2 separate regions of the Delphinus delphis genome follow, and region 2 is linked to region 1. A link is a contact called in public Hi-C data. All regions are on one chromosome and are shown on one strand. Each heading gives the region's core, a stretch centred on a gene start, on an enhancer-like site or on the middle of the called end of the contact. The rest is flanking DNA. Distances are from core to core; before and after follow the strand shown. Region 1 holds the start of MBOAT2 (membrane bound O-acyltransferase domain containing 2). Region 2 holds the start of KIDINS220 (kinase D interacting substrate 220).

The links. A called contact is a pair of places that touch in the nucleus more often than the background predicts.
Region 2: a Hi-C map of lung shows a contact between it and region 1, with 4 times the contacts expected there. The contact joins the promoter of KIDINS220 here to the promoter of MBOAT2 in region 1. A contact is called at or near these places in 2 of 3 Hi-C or Micro-C datasets (lung and muscle).

Annotation. Positions count from the first base shown.
Region 1 is chr12:83,845,973-83,850,519 of mDelDel1.2, reverse strand. MBOAT2 (membrane bound O-acyltransferase domain containing 2) reads right to left here and starts at 2,642. Exons shown (of 13, transcript XM_060027132.1): 1 at 2,374-2,642. The coding sequence starts at 2,448.
Region 2 is chr12:83,974,855-83,979,031 of mDelDel1.2, reverse strand. KIDINS220 (kinase D interacting substrate 220) reads right to left here and starts at 1,977. Exons shown (of 29, transcript XM_060027143.1): 1 at 1,836-1,977.

The DNA of each region.
Region 1 (4,547 bases), core at 1,393-3,892:
GCTCTAAGGTCCTTTTCTTCCTCTGACATCAAATAACTGCTTTTATAATTTCCTAAATTTTCAAAACACTGTTAATTAGTGTATACCAAATTAACACACTAAAAAGTTATATTTTCACACTTTTCATCTCCTGATTTGTCTTTTTCCTGTTGAATCACTCTATTTGATTACAAGTAGTTCTTAGGCTTTCTCTCAACTGGGACCCAGTTATTTACATGTAACCAAAGTTAATTTCTATTTTGCTCAACTTCAAAATACTGGCTCAGTGACTACTTTTTCATCCAATTTTACTAAATGATTTTTCAGTTATTCCAAGTGCTTTATCAGCAAAACAGTCAATTCTTCGGTGCTTCAGAGAAACAGTTTATTATTACCATAAAAAGTTAAGGCTTGTGTGGTATTAATCCAATATTCTTAAGACTTGCTAAGAGAAAACAACCCAAAATACAAGTGGCTATGCAAATTCAGAATGGTCTCAAGAGAACAAAGGTGTCCAAGGTACCAAATCAAAACCTGTAGATAATAAAGGAGGAAAGTCAAAATTTTAAGTCCTGTCCCCTTCCCTTGATTCTCCTGCTTATGTCAGCACTAAAAAGAACCTGCTCCGGATTGCTGAGATTTTTAAATGAGTTTATTATATTAAATCACTTTTAAAGTCACAGGCATTATATAAATTAGAAGCCATGAGCGCAGTAGAGAAAATATTTCATCGTGATAGGGAGAGAGAAAATGAAACAGAGAGGAAGAGGGAGAAAGAGAGCATAATCCTGTTCCCTAAGATAAGTGAAAAGCTATAGGCCTATCTCTCTTGCTCTCATTGGCAAAACAATTTTTAAACAGATACCTACCCTGCATTTGCTGATACCTTGGCAGCAACCTACTTAAGTCAAGGAGGGTTGTAATACACTAAAAGGCCATACACTGTGCTTCACTTCAGAAAAGTGAGAATTCTCCACAGGGCTGAGAAGACGAAAAACCGTAAGTTCTGATCAGTTTACTAGTAAACAGAGAAGACTACTTTCTTATAGTATGCGATTAATTTCACTAGTGGCACTTGAATCTATTAGCAAGATTCACATTATAACTGTAGTTCAAGATGTATGGGGGATAGGTATTTACTAAGAACCAACAGCTATTACTGAACTATAAGTAAGGAATTCAGATCTGAACAGAGGTAGAATTTTTTTATACTCATTGAACATACTTCTATTTAACTTTTTAAAACACTGAAGCACAAAGCACTTAGTGTCATAACGTTAGACACAGGGGTCATTTCCCACCTTGCTGCTATGAAACGGAGTCTGGACACAGAGGAATCCAGTATTATAAATGAAATCCCTGATGACATCAATGACAGCAACACATTCGGGCGGACAGTGAACCCGGATCCCTTGGAAAGTGCAAACACTTCTAGATCAAGTCCACTTGAAATAATTTTAAGCAAAATTTTCAGTGAACTACCTCTAGCCTGGGGCTAAAGCAATTATCTCTGCCCCACCAACTACCCTAAATGTCACTCTGACAAATACTCCCAAACTTTCTTTTCTGAATAAAAATGGCGCTGCTTTTCCCACACAATCCTGTTTATATCTCAGTAACCCTTAGGCCCTTCATGCAAACTCAAAGTGAGGAATTAGATGTCACTCTTCCCTACACTGTGTCAAATGCTTTTTGGGGGGGGGGCGGGGGAAGAGGTGTTTCCATCTACAAGGTTGCCACTTTCTCCGCTAGACACCCTGGGATCATTAACTCAGTTTGCCTTTTCTTCCTAACCCCTGCCTGCCTTGCCCCAAACTGTTGCCTCTCTCTCTTGAATACGCCGCACTTCCACGCAAACTGTCCCAAAGAGCCGGTCGCCGACCCCGGAGCTGGCCTCCTCCACGCCACACACGTCGTGTCCAGCGCACCGTCCACCTAGGCACGTCCATCCTTTCCCCGTGGAGTATCGGGTGCCACGCGCGCAGGGCACAGACACCCCGGCTCCCCCAAAGCACAGCCTTTCCACGCACTGTCTACACCCGTGCCCACACGCACTGGAAGCGGCTTCAGGACTCCGATCGCCGACTACGCGGTGCACGCACGCCCCGGGTCGGGCGCTGCTGTGGCAGGGAGCAGGGCCAAGCATGCACGCGCGCACGTCGGTGCCCGGAGCCCCCGCGGGCTGCCCGGGCGGGGTGGGGGCTGGGTGGGCAGCTGGGGGCGGGGGGACAGCGGGCGCCAGGCAGCGAGCGGACAATAACAAGCGGGTCGCCTCCTCCTTTCGCCCCCGCCCCAGCCCGCGCCCCGGGTCCCGGGTCCCGGCTTCCGCGCGGATGGCACACGGCCGCGGAGGGGGCGGCGAGGGCGCGGTGCCAGCGGGGCCGCCTCGGGTACCTGGTCGATGGGCAGCTGCACGGCGTTGCTGAGGGGCTGCAGAAGGGTGGAGCCCGTGGTGCTGGTGGTGGCCATGGCCTGCCTGGCGCTCCGGCCGCCCGCGCCGCTCGCCCGCGACTGAGCCGGGCGACGCCGAGGACGGGGAAGCGACCGGCGCGCCTGCCCCCTGGCCGCCCGCGGTCGGAGCGCGCGGGGCGGGGCCGGGGAGGGGCCGGGGGCGGTGACCCGCTCGGCCCTCCTTCCGCGCCCCCACGCCCCCACCGCGCCCCCGCGCCCCCGCGTCCCCGCGTCCCGCGTCCCCGCCCGCACCCCCGACCGCCCGCGCCCGCCCCGCCCCCTGACTTCCAGCAGCTTCCAACCGCCCCCTCCCCACCTCGCGCGCCCTCGCGCCAGACAGCCCCGCGGCCCAATCGCGGAGCGGCGCCCCGACGCCCGCAGCCAATCAGAAGGCGCAGGCAGCGCCCCGCCTCCATCCCAGGCCCCGGCCCGGGGGACTAGGGGCTGTCTGGCCACAGTGGGCGGGCGGCTCGCGGGGATCGCTCTTCGGTGCCAGCGGGGGGGGGATCTCCGCCTCCTCATCCCCTTATTCCTCCTCCCTGCCCGAGGTCGGCGGCCAGCCCACCTCTCTCTAGAAGGAGCGGTGGACGACAAAGGGGAACGGGTTGGCTGCCAGACGAACGGGCGACGTGCGGGGCGCCGTCGAGCCAACGCTGGGGGAAATTGGGAACAAAGCTGGGGGCCGGGAGGAGGAGGGCAACAAACCAAAAAAGTGACCTAGATAAGAAGTCCCTTTGTCTAAAGGATTGCTGTGGAAAAGCGCAAACTTGAGTTCAGTTCCGGCTGTGTGTGCCTTTCGGTCACCCTCAAGCCCACCTGGGCCTGGCGGGCTGCGACCGGTCCAGTTCGACGCCGCGATGGCGCCCGCCCCAGGGAGGGAGGCAGTTCTCACCTGTGCCTGCGGCGCGCGCGCGCGCGCGTGTGTGTGTGTGTGTGTGTGTGTGTGTGTGTGTGTGTCCTTAACTGCCCGGCCTCTGCCGTCTTCCTCAGAACGAAGGCTCTTTCAGCAACTCGTCACCCCTGAGTCGCCAGCTCCCCCAGACTCTTCCATTGTGCTGTTTCCACGTACCTTCGGTGTGAGGTGGTGTGTGTGTTATGTGTATGTCACATCTATTTGTCGAAACCCCGTGAAAATAAGCCATTTGAGTTCCTTGAAAATGCAAGCGTCGACTTTGTGGAGAAGATTTCAGACGAGGAGGAACGCTGGAGGAGAGTATCAGAAGAGCTCAAAATCCAAGGAGTTAAGCGTGTGAAATTTTTGGTGGAAATAACTAATGGTTAATGAGAGTTCAGCCGCATGCTTTAATGGCTGCGTTAGAAGTGTAATAAATCATTTAATCCCCACACCAACCACATGAGGGTGGTACTGTTACCACCCTCAACCAAAGAAACTGAGTCACAGAGAAGTAACTTGCCCAAGAGAGCACAGCTAATAATAAATAGAGACAGGACTGGGATCCAAGATATGTGCCTTCAGAGTTTTTCTTAATTGCTAGGCCCTCTTCTTCCTCACACTTAAACCCAGTCCAGAAATTTTCATCAGCTGTCAGGTGTGCCATTTACTTGATAACTACTGTAGAGTCTTGGGTGATGAGACAGCACAGATTTATATACATGAGCTTCAGTAAATCACTCTCCTGGAACTCAGTTATCTCTCTGAAAAGGAGGTGGTTGAACTAATTGGTTCAATTCCTTCCTGCCCAACTTTCTTTGCTTGGTTAACATAATCCTAACAACCAAGCTGAATGAGGGATAGAAGGAAGAATCAAAAAGCCTGGACCTTGGACTTCCCTGCTGGCGCAGTGGTTGAGAGTCCGCCTGCCAATACAGGGAACGCGGGCTCGTGCCCCGGTCCGGGAAGATCCCACATGCCGCGGAGCGGCTGGGCCCGTGAGCCATGGCCGCTGAGCCTGCGCGTCCGGAGCCTGTGCTCCGCAACGGGAGAGGCCACAACAGTAAGAAGGCCACGTACCGCACAAAAAAAAAAAAAAAAAAGCACCTTCATTCTTCTTGGAGTAGTGATTCAGAGGGAGTTGTAATCAATTAGAGGCCAAACCTGCTCAATGGGCTGCTGATTCAAACATATTATCCCCCAAATCTGGAGCCCTCTATTAATC
Region 2 (4,177 bases), core at 728-3,227, 130 kb before region 1:
TGAGGCAGCCAGTCAGCAGAGAGAGGATCCAACGATGTGAACAGAGAACACTCCTCATAACTGAGAAAACAAATGTGGCCCCTGAGAGATCTACAGAAGGTGGAGCTGCCTTAGATCCCGATTTCTTTCCGATTCTCAGTCAGTCCTGCAAATCTCCTTTTCCCTGAGGTAAAAGAGTAAATCTCTGTCCCTCGCCTTCTAAACAGCCCTGACTAACACAGTGGCAGAGAAACTGAGCAAAAGCAGGAAGAGGGGGATGGCACACTCACATGATCCTAGGAAAACTTCCCCCAGCAGTGAATGCGGCCCAGAATCGGACCCCTGGATACCAGTCAGACAACCCACAGGAGAGGGGACAGGCGGTAGGGATGCAGAAGAAATGAGAGAGATGAACTTGAACAGTATAAAATCCCCCATATTGGACCCTTTGACCTACCAAAATATCCAGAAGAGAGATTCTGAATGTAGAAATTTTAAAAAATATGTGACCAGACATGAAAGAACTGGCAAAGATGACTAGATACCAAGCATAGGTGATGAGAGGATGATGGTGCCACTAACAAAAAAAAAGTGGAGTCTGGAGAAGGTCAGGACTTTCCTCTGTTTGGTTAGTATCCCCTCCTTCCCCACCACTCCTGCATGCTGAATGTGAGGTACTCGAAAAAACCTGGGTTGGAGAATCCACCCAGTTTGGGGAAGAACAGATCTGCAAATCACTCACACAGAGTGTAAAACAAAGACCCTCATACTTGTGTGCATCAAAGTTACTCAGGAAGCTTGTCAATACACAAATTCCTTGGGCTTCTCCCCCAGAGAATCCTATTCAGTAGACCTGGGGCGCAGAAACTGACATTTTAACAAGCACCCCGAAATGATTCTGATGAAAGTTTCCAGGCTAGCAAAGCTAGAGAACAAAGAACACAACCTTGCCGCTGCATTTCTCACCCTTGGCTCTGCATCAGGTCTCCTAGGGGGCTTTAAAAAACTTTAGATGGCTGATCTTCAGTGCTGTCAAAGTGGAGACGGTGACAGAACGTATCACAGTCACCTATCTGAAGGGGTGATTCCTGAGCCACACCCCAGGCCGGCTGAATGGGAATTCTGAGGGTAAGGCTAAGAAAGCTACATTTTTAACCACTGCCCCCTAGCGGCTAGCAAAGATAGCTCCATAAATAGTTATTAATAAAATATTCTTCATTGGTTTAAACCTTACTATGTGTCAAAACAATTTTAAAGAAAAATAATCCAACGTTACTGGCTGACAAATCGCTTCCCTATAAATAAATCAAGGAAGCGTCGTAATCGATGGCTTGCTGACATTTTGCTGATATAACGGCCTGCACAGGACAATGGAGTAATGGAGCCCAATATGAAAGCAAAGGGAGAAAAACCAACCACCTCCTCCGTGTAAGCCCAAGGAAAGAAACCTCGAACGCCTGCCCTAGCGGTACCAGCTAAGGGGGTTCTCGAGGTGGTGGGTGTGCCTGCGGCTGCTCCGAAAAAATAACCAAAAGACACTTGTTTCACTAGCATCCCCCATCTCACCCCCCCCAAAAGGCTGACCACCTGCGACAGCAAGTCCAAGACCTTCCCGGCGCCCCAGCAAGCGCGGACCCGCCCCGAAAGCCGGACACCGGCCCCCCCGCACCGTGGCCCCGCACCGCCCCCTCCCTCCCCTCCCTCGACCCCGCACACGCACTCGGCCTCGCGGCCCCCTCACCCGGCCACGGCCCCTTCCCCACACCCGGCCTCACCCTTCCTCCGCTCCGTCCTCGCTCTGCCTCGGCCCCCTACACACCCCACCACGGCCCCTCCCTGCCGACCACCACACTGACCGTCTCAGAACCTGGCCCCAGGACGGCTTCCACAGCTCCGGCGGAAAGGGCCCGCTTTGCCGCAGGCGCTGTCAGAAGACTAGAAAGGGAGAGACCGCGGCTTTCAGCGCGTCGCCCTCACCGTAGCCGGCAGCCATTTTTTCCCCCCAGTCTCCGCAAACTGACAGATCACGTGACCCTGGCTGAGGGGCGGGGCTGAGGGTGGCCACGCCCCGTGTCTGTCTGCGGAGCCCGAAGGAGGCGGGGCTGGGTGGGGCTGCCGGCGCCGGCTGGAGCGAAGCGGGGTAGGCGGGCTGGGGCGAGGGAAGCGAGTCACCCAGCCCTGCCTCCCTCGGCACATTCTCTCTGGCCTCCAAATTTTGGCGTATTTTGGCAAGCGCCCCAGGCAATATTTTCTTCATCTTCAGTGTCACTCTTCATATTATGGCGAGTTTCTTATCCCAGTTCACCATTATCATCAAAGCTTATGCAGAGAAATAAACCGCAATTATAACTTCAAACGACTCTGCAAACATATTGCGAAGGGAGGCTAGCTGAAATCCCGTCCTCCTGAACCCAGAACACCTGTGGGATCTAATCTCCCGGCCCAGAGAGCCCACCGCCTCCCCCGCTTCCTCATTCCCCCCTCTGCAGCCCGGCAGACCGTCCTTACCCGGATCTCTGCAGAAGGAACCTCTGACCTGCTGGCGGCCAAATGTGATTGACCACTTTTCCACTCACAGTTTCCCTCGCGACTCCCTCCTGGAAATGTTCCCCTCCCTCGGCTTCTGTGACTCTGATTCTCCTCGTTTTCCTCCCATTTCTCTAGCTGCTCCTCTCAGATTTCACCTCCCTTCAAATTGGTTAATGTTTCCAGAATTCAGCTCAAAGCTGGACTCGTCACCCCACCCCACCCCCGACCTGGTGTGATCCTCCTGTTCTGACACTGTCGGGGGACCTGACTCCTGCCCCCATCCACCGAGGCAGGAATTGGGAAGTCATGCACCTCCTCCTCCGCCCCTGCCTAATGTCATCCAATCAGCCCACACCGCCTGATTGCAGCCGCTTTCATCACCCCTGAGCTGCTTAAAGGCTTCAGAAGCTCCCCACCAGGACTACATATCAAAAGCCCCCAACTACCCTCCCTGCCTCTGCTGGTGCCCCACTAACCGTCTCCCCAGGAGACTGGGGATCATGTCACTTCTTTGATTAAACTCCTCAGCAGCCTTTCATTTCCATAGAACAGATTCCCAAATAGTACTTAACAGGCAAGTCTCCTCTGGAGCTGGCCCCTGCCAGACTTCTTGCCATTGTACTGTCCACCGCTCTCCTCCCATCCTGCCCCCACCCTAGGCTGGCAAGTTCAGTTCCCGGAACATTGGGCCATATGCTCTTTGTCATCTCCATTTTGTTTCCAAAGTGTTGTTCCCTCTCCCCTGGATATTCTGTCCTGCCTCTTGTCCAGATGAGTCCAAAAGATGAATTCTATTTGTCTTTTAAGAGGCAGCCTAAGCAGTCCCCTCTTGTGTAGCTTTCTGCATGACCTCAACCAGGGTTCATCGTCTGTATTCACCTTCTTACTCCACAGTCCTGGGGCACAGCAGGTATTCCAAAAGTATGTGTTAAAGCATATTTAACCGGTTTCCATGTCTTTCCCCAACTATAAGGTTCACTTCTTACTCCACACCAGCTTCCCTCGCCCTGTTTAGAGCAGTGTGTGGCCTTGGAAAGCCTTTAAGGAAGAAAGAGCACCGTTTACGTCTTCGTCACACGCTTTGGGGTGTCCTCTCGTTGTGCACGCGTGCCACACCAACATCTGATGGAGCCGCACGCTGGCCCCTTGTTGGCTTTTTCCATGAGTTGCCGGAGTGATCCATTTCAGATGCTTTTCAATGGTGCCCAAAGTTGGCACATCAAAATCATCTGTAGATCTTTTTAAAAATCAAAACTCGACTCTTGTTGGGGATTTTTAAAATATCTTCCCAGCTGATTCCAACGAAACATCATTCTCAGACGTGGTTCTTGTCCCACTGTGTCCAAATCGGTGATAGCAGATATGAGTATCCCTTTTCAGTGTCAAGCAGGTTTTTGAGGACCTACACAGTATAGCAGGTGGCCTTTTAGTAGCCACTGGTTGTGAAAGCAACATGGGAATTGGAATCTGTGGTTTCACAGGGATCTATGGCCCCAGCGTGGGAGCCAGTGCTCTCGTCATAAGGAACCATCTGAATCATCAGCAAGGCATCTGAAAGGCTTTCTTTTTTGTTCTTGTTATTTTGGGGGTGGGGGGTGTTTTTAAAATATTTTAATGAGTGCATTTCAATATTATTGGTGTCTTTTGTAATCATATTGATTTTATTTTT